2 separate regions of the Mus musculus genome follow, and region 2 is linked to region 1. The links are chromatin contacts, called in public HiChIP or PLAC-seq maps. All regions are on one chromosome and are shown on one strand. Each heading gives the region's core, a stretch centred on a gene start, on an enhancer-like site or on the middle of the called end of the contact. The rest is flanking DNA. Distances are from core to core; before and after follow the strand shown. Region 1 has its middle 54 kb from the start of Bach2. Region 2 overlaps Gm42266 (a long non-coding RNA gene).

Region 1 (2,700 bases), core at 13-2,512:
AGAGAGAGGAAAGAAGAGGTGGTGAGGTGTTGCTAATTTGATTTGACTCCTGATTAGTTCCTTAGCTTCATCTTGCTCCAAGTTCAACTCTTGTCTCTACTCCATTAGAGTAGCTATTGAATGGGCCCACCAGCTTGTCCAGTATGTATTCCCTTCCTGCCCTCGCCCCTTTCTCAGAAACTACAGGATCCCTTCAGAAGGCCTCCCCTCCCCTCATGTGATGGTTTGTCTATGCTTAGCCCAGGGAGTGGTACTATTAGAAGGTGTGGCCCTGTTGGAGTAGGTGTGTCACTGTGTGTGGGCTTTAAGACCCTCATCCTAGCTGCCTGGAAGCCAGTATTCTGCTAGCTGCCTTCAGATGAAGACATAGAACTCTCAGCTCCTCCTGCACCATGCCTGCCTGGATGCTGCCATGTTCCTGCCTTGATGATAATGGACTGAACCTCTGAGCCTGTAAGCCAGCCCCAGTTAAATGTTGTCCTTATAAGAGTTTTCTCGGCCATGGTGTCTGTTCACAGCAGTAAAACCCTAAGACACCTCATCTAGCTTAAGTCCCCTGTTTGCTTTTGTGACCTCACCTCTGCAGTCCGGTGCTTGTTACAGTGGCGTTTCAATTATTCAGATCAGTCTTTACCATCCATCCCACAGTTAATCTCTGTGTTCTGTAGACCAGCAGATCCTTGTCTGTTTTTCCAGTGACCAGTACAGGAGCCGCCGTGTAGGAACTGCTCAATGCATAGCTGTCAAGTGGTCTTCTCCAGATACGGCTGGGGCCACAGGATGGCCGGCGATCCTTTCTTACTATGGTAATGCTTTCTAGGTAGAGGCATGTCCTCCAAGTGTCTCTGCCCTAGGGTACCTCACTCTGGCCATTGATCCCTGCAGGTGAATTTGCAGAGAACCAGATGTAAAACCAGGCTTTGCCAGTGCTGTCGAGCTGCTGAATAAGCCAGTCATGGGGCTGTTCTGCCCCCTGGCACTTCCACTCAGGGAAATAAAGCCTCCGTCTTGGTCACGTTAGGTTTACAGTTTTCTCTCATGAGATCAGTCTCTGACACAGAATGTCACAAGTGACTGACAAATGAGTGAGTAACTTTATCTCCCTTGGCCGGTTTACAGATTCCTCGTGTCCCTGTGTAATTGAGTTTTCGCTTCCTTCCTGTGAAGTCGGGCCTTGGTGACGATAATACTCAGCACTGAACCCAGATTGCTTTTGAGAGTTGCTGCCTTCACTCGATGCCCTGTAACCTGAACTTGAACTCCGACCCCCCACCTCTCACCCTTTGGCTCTGCACTTAGTTCGTAACTTCTTGGGGGCAAGTTCCTCTGTTAGGAGTTTGAGAGTCAGATGAAGTCATGCCGGCAGTTTCCTGTTTGCGAGCCTCTGAGCTGGTGACAAGCGCAGGCAGCTCTGACAGGTCTGTAGGTGTTGCCAGATGTGGCTCTGATTCACCCCCTCTGCTCGATAATTCCCCAGAGCTCTTCATCTCCCCAGCCGCCATCCCTGCTCTCCTCCTCGGGATGAGAAGATGTTGTGCCACCTTTCCGTGTGAGGAGATGAGCTGCTCACAGCCCGCCCCTTCATGCCCCACCTGCTTTTCTAGGGTTCAGGTGGGATGTTTATTGGTGCCTTTCTCTCCTCCCCCCATTAGTGTGGAACAGCCACAGTACAGGAGACTTTATTTGTTTCTGAACATTTTCTGTGTGAAGGACTTCGGTGCTCTACTGGCTCCAGTAGGCCCACCCACCACACACAAACACACCTCAGTGTAACACAACATAACCTGTGAAATGCAGGACTTTTCATAAATGCTACTTGAAACACAAAGACACTACTCTTCTCTCTCTGCTTAGCTGATTTCCCAGCCCTTGGGTAATAACAGGGAGAGACAGCCACCTGCTTTTGTAAAATGGTCCCTTGGTGATAAACCGCGGAGGCAAGCAGGTAGGTAACCCATCTGTGAGAGTTTGCCAGTGCCACGGGGAACACACACTGAATTTGTAATGTAAAAACTAGTGTTCTTAAACCAAAATAGGAATAGTGCTTTTGGCTCACCACCATCTTACACCATTAACAGGTTCTCTCTGAGATCAGGATTCAATCCTTGATACCTTAAAAGGTTAGAAGGACATAGCACAGATGCAGCAAAAGTGATTTGTACACTCAGGAAGTGCCAGACAAGAGTGTTAGTGTTCAAAGACACCAAACAACTACCCTTTCATGCTACCCAGAGCCCTCCTTGGTCCCCCGCACCTCCCAAAATACAGAGAATGGTTATTTGCTTGGCCCTACATGTACCTGAATGTATTCCTCTGTACCTTAATACTTTTAATAGAACTGTTTCCTTCCCTGACTTCTAAATTGTCAAGAAAAAAAAATACTGTGGTCCTTTCTATTCAGGGAACTGCGTTATAGTCTGGGTAAAGGACTTTACACAGCACTAAAATCTCATCCACCTCTTGCACTTATTTTGTTAGCCAGCACTTGTGCACAATATTGTATAAGAAGCACATGAATCTATAGATCAAATATGTCTGAGAATGAACAGACAAAAGTTCTAACTCATGAAGCTTATACGCAGCCAGGGAGGAAAAAAGATAAGCAAGAAGCAAACGGATGGTGCTGTGTTAGAACCTGACCATGGCTCCGAAGAAAACGGAGGAAATCCAGTGTGTGAGCAGAGGGCGGGGATGAGCAGA
Region 2 (2,700 bases), core at 56-2,555, 200 kb before region 1:
GGTAGGATGTAGGTAAAGGCAGAACTTGCAAAAGTACAGAACGGAATGATCCTACCCAATCTCTCCAGAGCCCACCGCTACTTCCCTGGGCTCTCCCATCGGACATCCAGAGCGTTCTCAGCTTGCCTGATGGACAGGAAGAATGGCATTGGTGATGCTACAACAGCGATCAAGCCTATATAAAACACTCCGACAAAAAAGGAGTTACGGATGTAGTTTATTGTGGTGGATGGTTCCTGAGGGGCGGGGGCAGGGAGCGGGCAGTTGGGGCAGGAAGCTGAGTGATCTCACCTGCCTCTGCAAACACGGAGCGAACCAACAAAACAGAAGTGGCTGAGGGTAGGGAGACAGCTTCCTCCAGCAAGGCTCCACCTCTTAAAGGTTCCAATAACTTCCCCCAAACAGTGCCACCAAGCGGGAACCAAGTGTTCGTATACCTGTGCCTATGGGGGAGGTGTCCTCATTCGAACTACCACAAATACCTGATGAGATACACACCAGGAAAAAATGAAACCACATCAGAGGCTAAACTCTGCCAGGTACAGAGCGTTGGAAATTCCCCACACCCTGAAGTTTGTATTCTTAATTCTGGGATCTATCAGTCGGCACAGTTAGGATGGAGGAGGGGACCTGACTCACACACTACACCCTGGGGACTAATGTAAGCCACAGTCCACATGTACGTAGTTCTGCCATGGAAAGTTGTCCTTCCTGTGACTATACAACTTGTGTGTTCTGAGGTTGATTGAGTCCCCTCTGGGTTTCGAGAAAGAGGTCTCTTGGCCATGTGTCGCCTGTGGGATTTTGTGCATTACGTTAGATCAAACTACTGGTCCTGTCCTGAGTTGTTTGTGTTAGCCTTTCCCTTGCTTTCTTGTTAAGGCTTGGCCTGGGTTCAGGCTCACCCGTTGGTCCGGATGCTGCCGCATCTCAGCTGATGACGATCTGTAACCTTTACATGGTGGGTTTGACCTCATCGACACAGAAGTAGGTTCGGAGCAAAGAAAAGTAAAGTGCTTGCACACTCCTTCCGTGTCACTAATCGTAGTCATGATAATCAGCGAGGCGTCTTGAATCCCTACCACAGGGCCCTTGGTACATATTAGCTCACTGAACTCTCATGACCACCTGCAGAGCTGCTTCCAGTCTTGTCCAAATTTCAGAGAAGAGGAAACCGGCCTGGGAACTCTTTCTCAGAGTTACAGGGTTAGTAACTGGCAGGACGGAATGCAAACACAGCTTGATGCCCACACTCTCAACCACAACACAAGTGACTTTCTTAGTCTTCCTCCCTGGGTGTTTTGACTATAAGAAGCCGGCTGAGAGGAAGCAGCTGTTTTCTCTCCTGCTCAGACTCTACCTAACTGCCCTTGACACCTTTGCATTTTTATCCATGCAGAACAGAGCTGTTTGTGTAAACTCCAGGTGAGTGAGTGCTTTCTCTTCTATAGCACCAAAGATTTGAGAAGGTTCGACTAATGCTGGCAAAATATTAGAGGCCGACCGGCCTGCCTGCCGTGTCCCAGATGGTATGTAAAGTTCCTTCCTGTGGCGGCAGACATGAGAGGATGCGGGACTCATCCCATTCTGCACTCTTACCTTACACACAGCCTCTCCATCTCGACCCTCTGGGGCCACCAGCTGGGACCAGCAACATCCACACAGGAGAACCTGGAACATGAGGGTTGTATACAGAACAATAAAACTGTAAGAAACAAAACAAAACAGAAGAAATATAGGGCATCTGTAGTTACCAAGGACTCTGAGAAAGCATAGGCAGCTTGTGTGACTCAGCTTCCTTTCCTCCTTTCCTTTCCTTTCCTTTCCTTTCCTTTCCTTTCCTTTCCTTTCCTTTCCTTTCCTTTCCTTTCCTTTCCTTCCCTTCCCTTCCCTTCCCTTCCCTTCCCTTTCCTTTTCAATTTTTACTCTGAAATTATAATCTGCAGGGTGCCTCTGCCCACTTCAAGAAGACTTAAGACTCCACAGAGGAAGGTGATCATGAACCAGAGGTTACCACGGCTCCACGGGCCTCCCAGCTTTCCCTCCCTTGGCTTAATCCTGGCAGTGACCTCATGTACCATCTAGTCTGATTTCCCTGTCCAGGGCAGAAAGGTCAGATGGCTTGTCTCCTGACCCCTGTTCTCAAGTCCTCTCTCTCCCTGCTCTCCTATTGTGGGAGCTGTCGGGGAGTGGGAGAGAGCACTGTTTCAGACACTGGCAGCTTTTGCCTGGGTTCTTCTGCTCTGTGTAAGGGAGACCAGGCTGAGCTTAGATGCCAGCCAAAACTTGGAAGAACGAGACCCTCAACCATTAAGTACTCAGGGCACAGCCCAGCGAGTAAATACAGTCACTCACATAGGAACCAGGAGGAACGAAACAACAGGTGCTTTGAAAGGCTTACAAAAATGTCTTTGTACCTGGGCCACGTGAAAGCCACTTCCAGGGTGACAGGAAGGACATTTAGTGTTTTCACTTAAGGTTTATAAAGTAAACTGTGCTGCAGAGCAGGCTTTCCATTCAAACCCTTTCTGGCTGTGTGCAGAAACCGCTCGGGTGCCTGCCATTTCTTCCTCTTCTTTACAAAGATGCTTAGTGAACAGCACGAGGGAAGTAAACACCGGGGAAGCGCTAAGAAGAAACCTGTTCAGGAGTCCAAGGGCTCACTCTGAGAGAAGGGCTCAAACGCCTGACCTTCGGAGG

The links. HiChIP or PLAC-seq counts read pairs in DNA pulled down with a chosen protein or histone mark.
Region 2: a Foxp3 HiChIP or PLAC-seq map of regulatory T cells shows a contact between it and region 1, with 3 times the contacts expected there. The contact joins two enhancer-like sites. A contact is called at or near these places in 13 of 484 Hi-C or Micro-C datasets (B cells, CD8 T cells, the HL-1 cell line and 8 more) and 4 of 115 datasets of contacts at active chromatin or transcription factors (memory CD8 T cells, microglia, regulatory T cells and 1 more).

The regions. Positions count from the first base shown.
Region 1 is chr4:32,362,474-32,365,173 of GRCm38.p6, forward strand. It overlaps a transcript of Bach2 not described here. Among named protein-coding and RNA genes, the nearest start is that of Bach2, 54 kb to the right of the region's middle. Within about 2 kb of position 1,263, at least 68 of the 459 cell types and tissues checked have an H3K27ac peak or open chromatin away from gene starts, as enhancers often do. A contact at or near this core is called in B cells, CD8 T cells, memory CD8 T cells and 2 more, where this site is marked.
Region 2 is chr4:32,163,821-32,166,520 of GRCm38.p6, forward strand. Gm42266 (a long non-coding RNA gene) reads right to left here. Exons shown (of 3, transcript XR_881176.2): 2 at 1,600-1,671. Among named protein-coding and RNA genes, the nearest start is that of Gm52717, 4.3 kb to the left of the region's middle. Within about 2 kb of position 1,306, at least 67 of the 459 cell types and tissues checked have an H3K27ac peak or open chromatin away from gene starts, as enhancers often do. A contact at or near this core is called in B cells, CD8 T cells, memory CD8 T cells and 2 more, where this site is marked.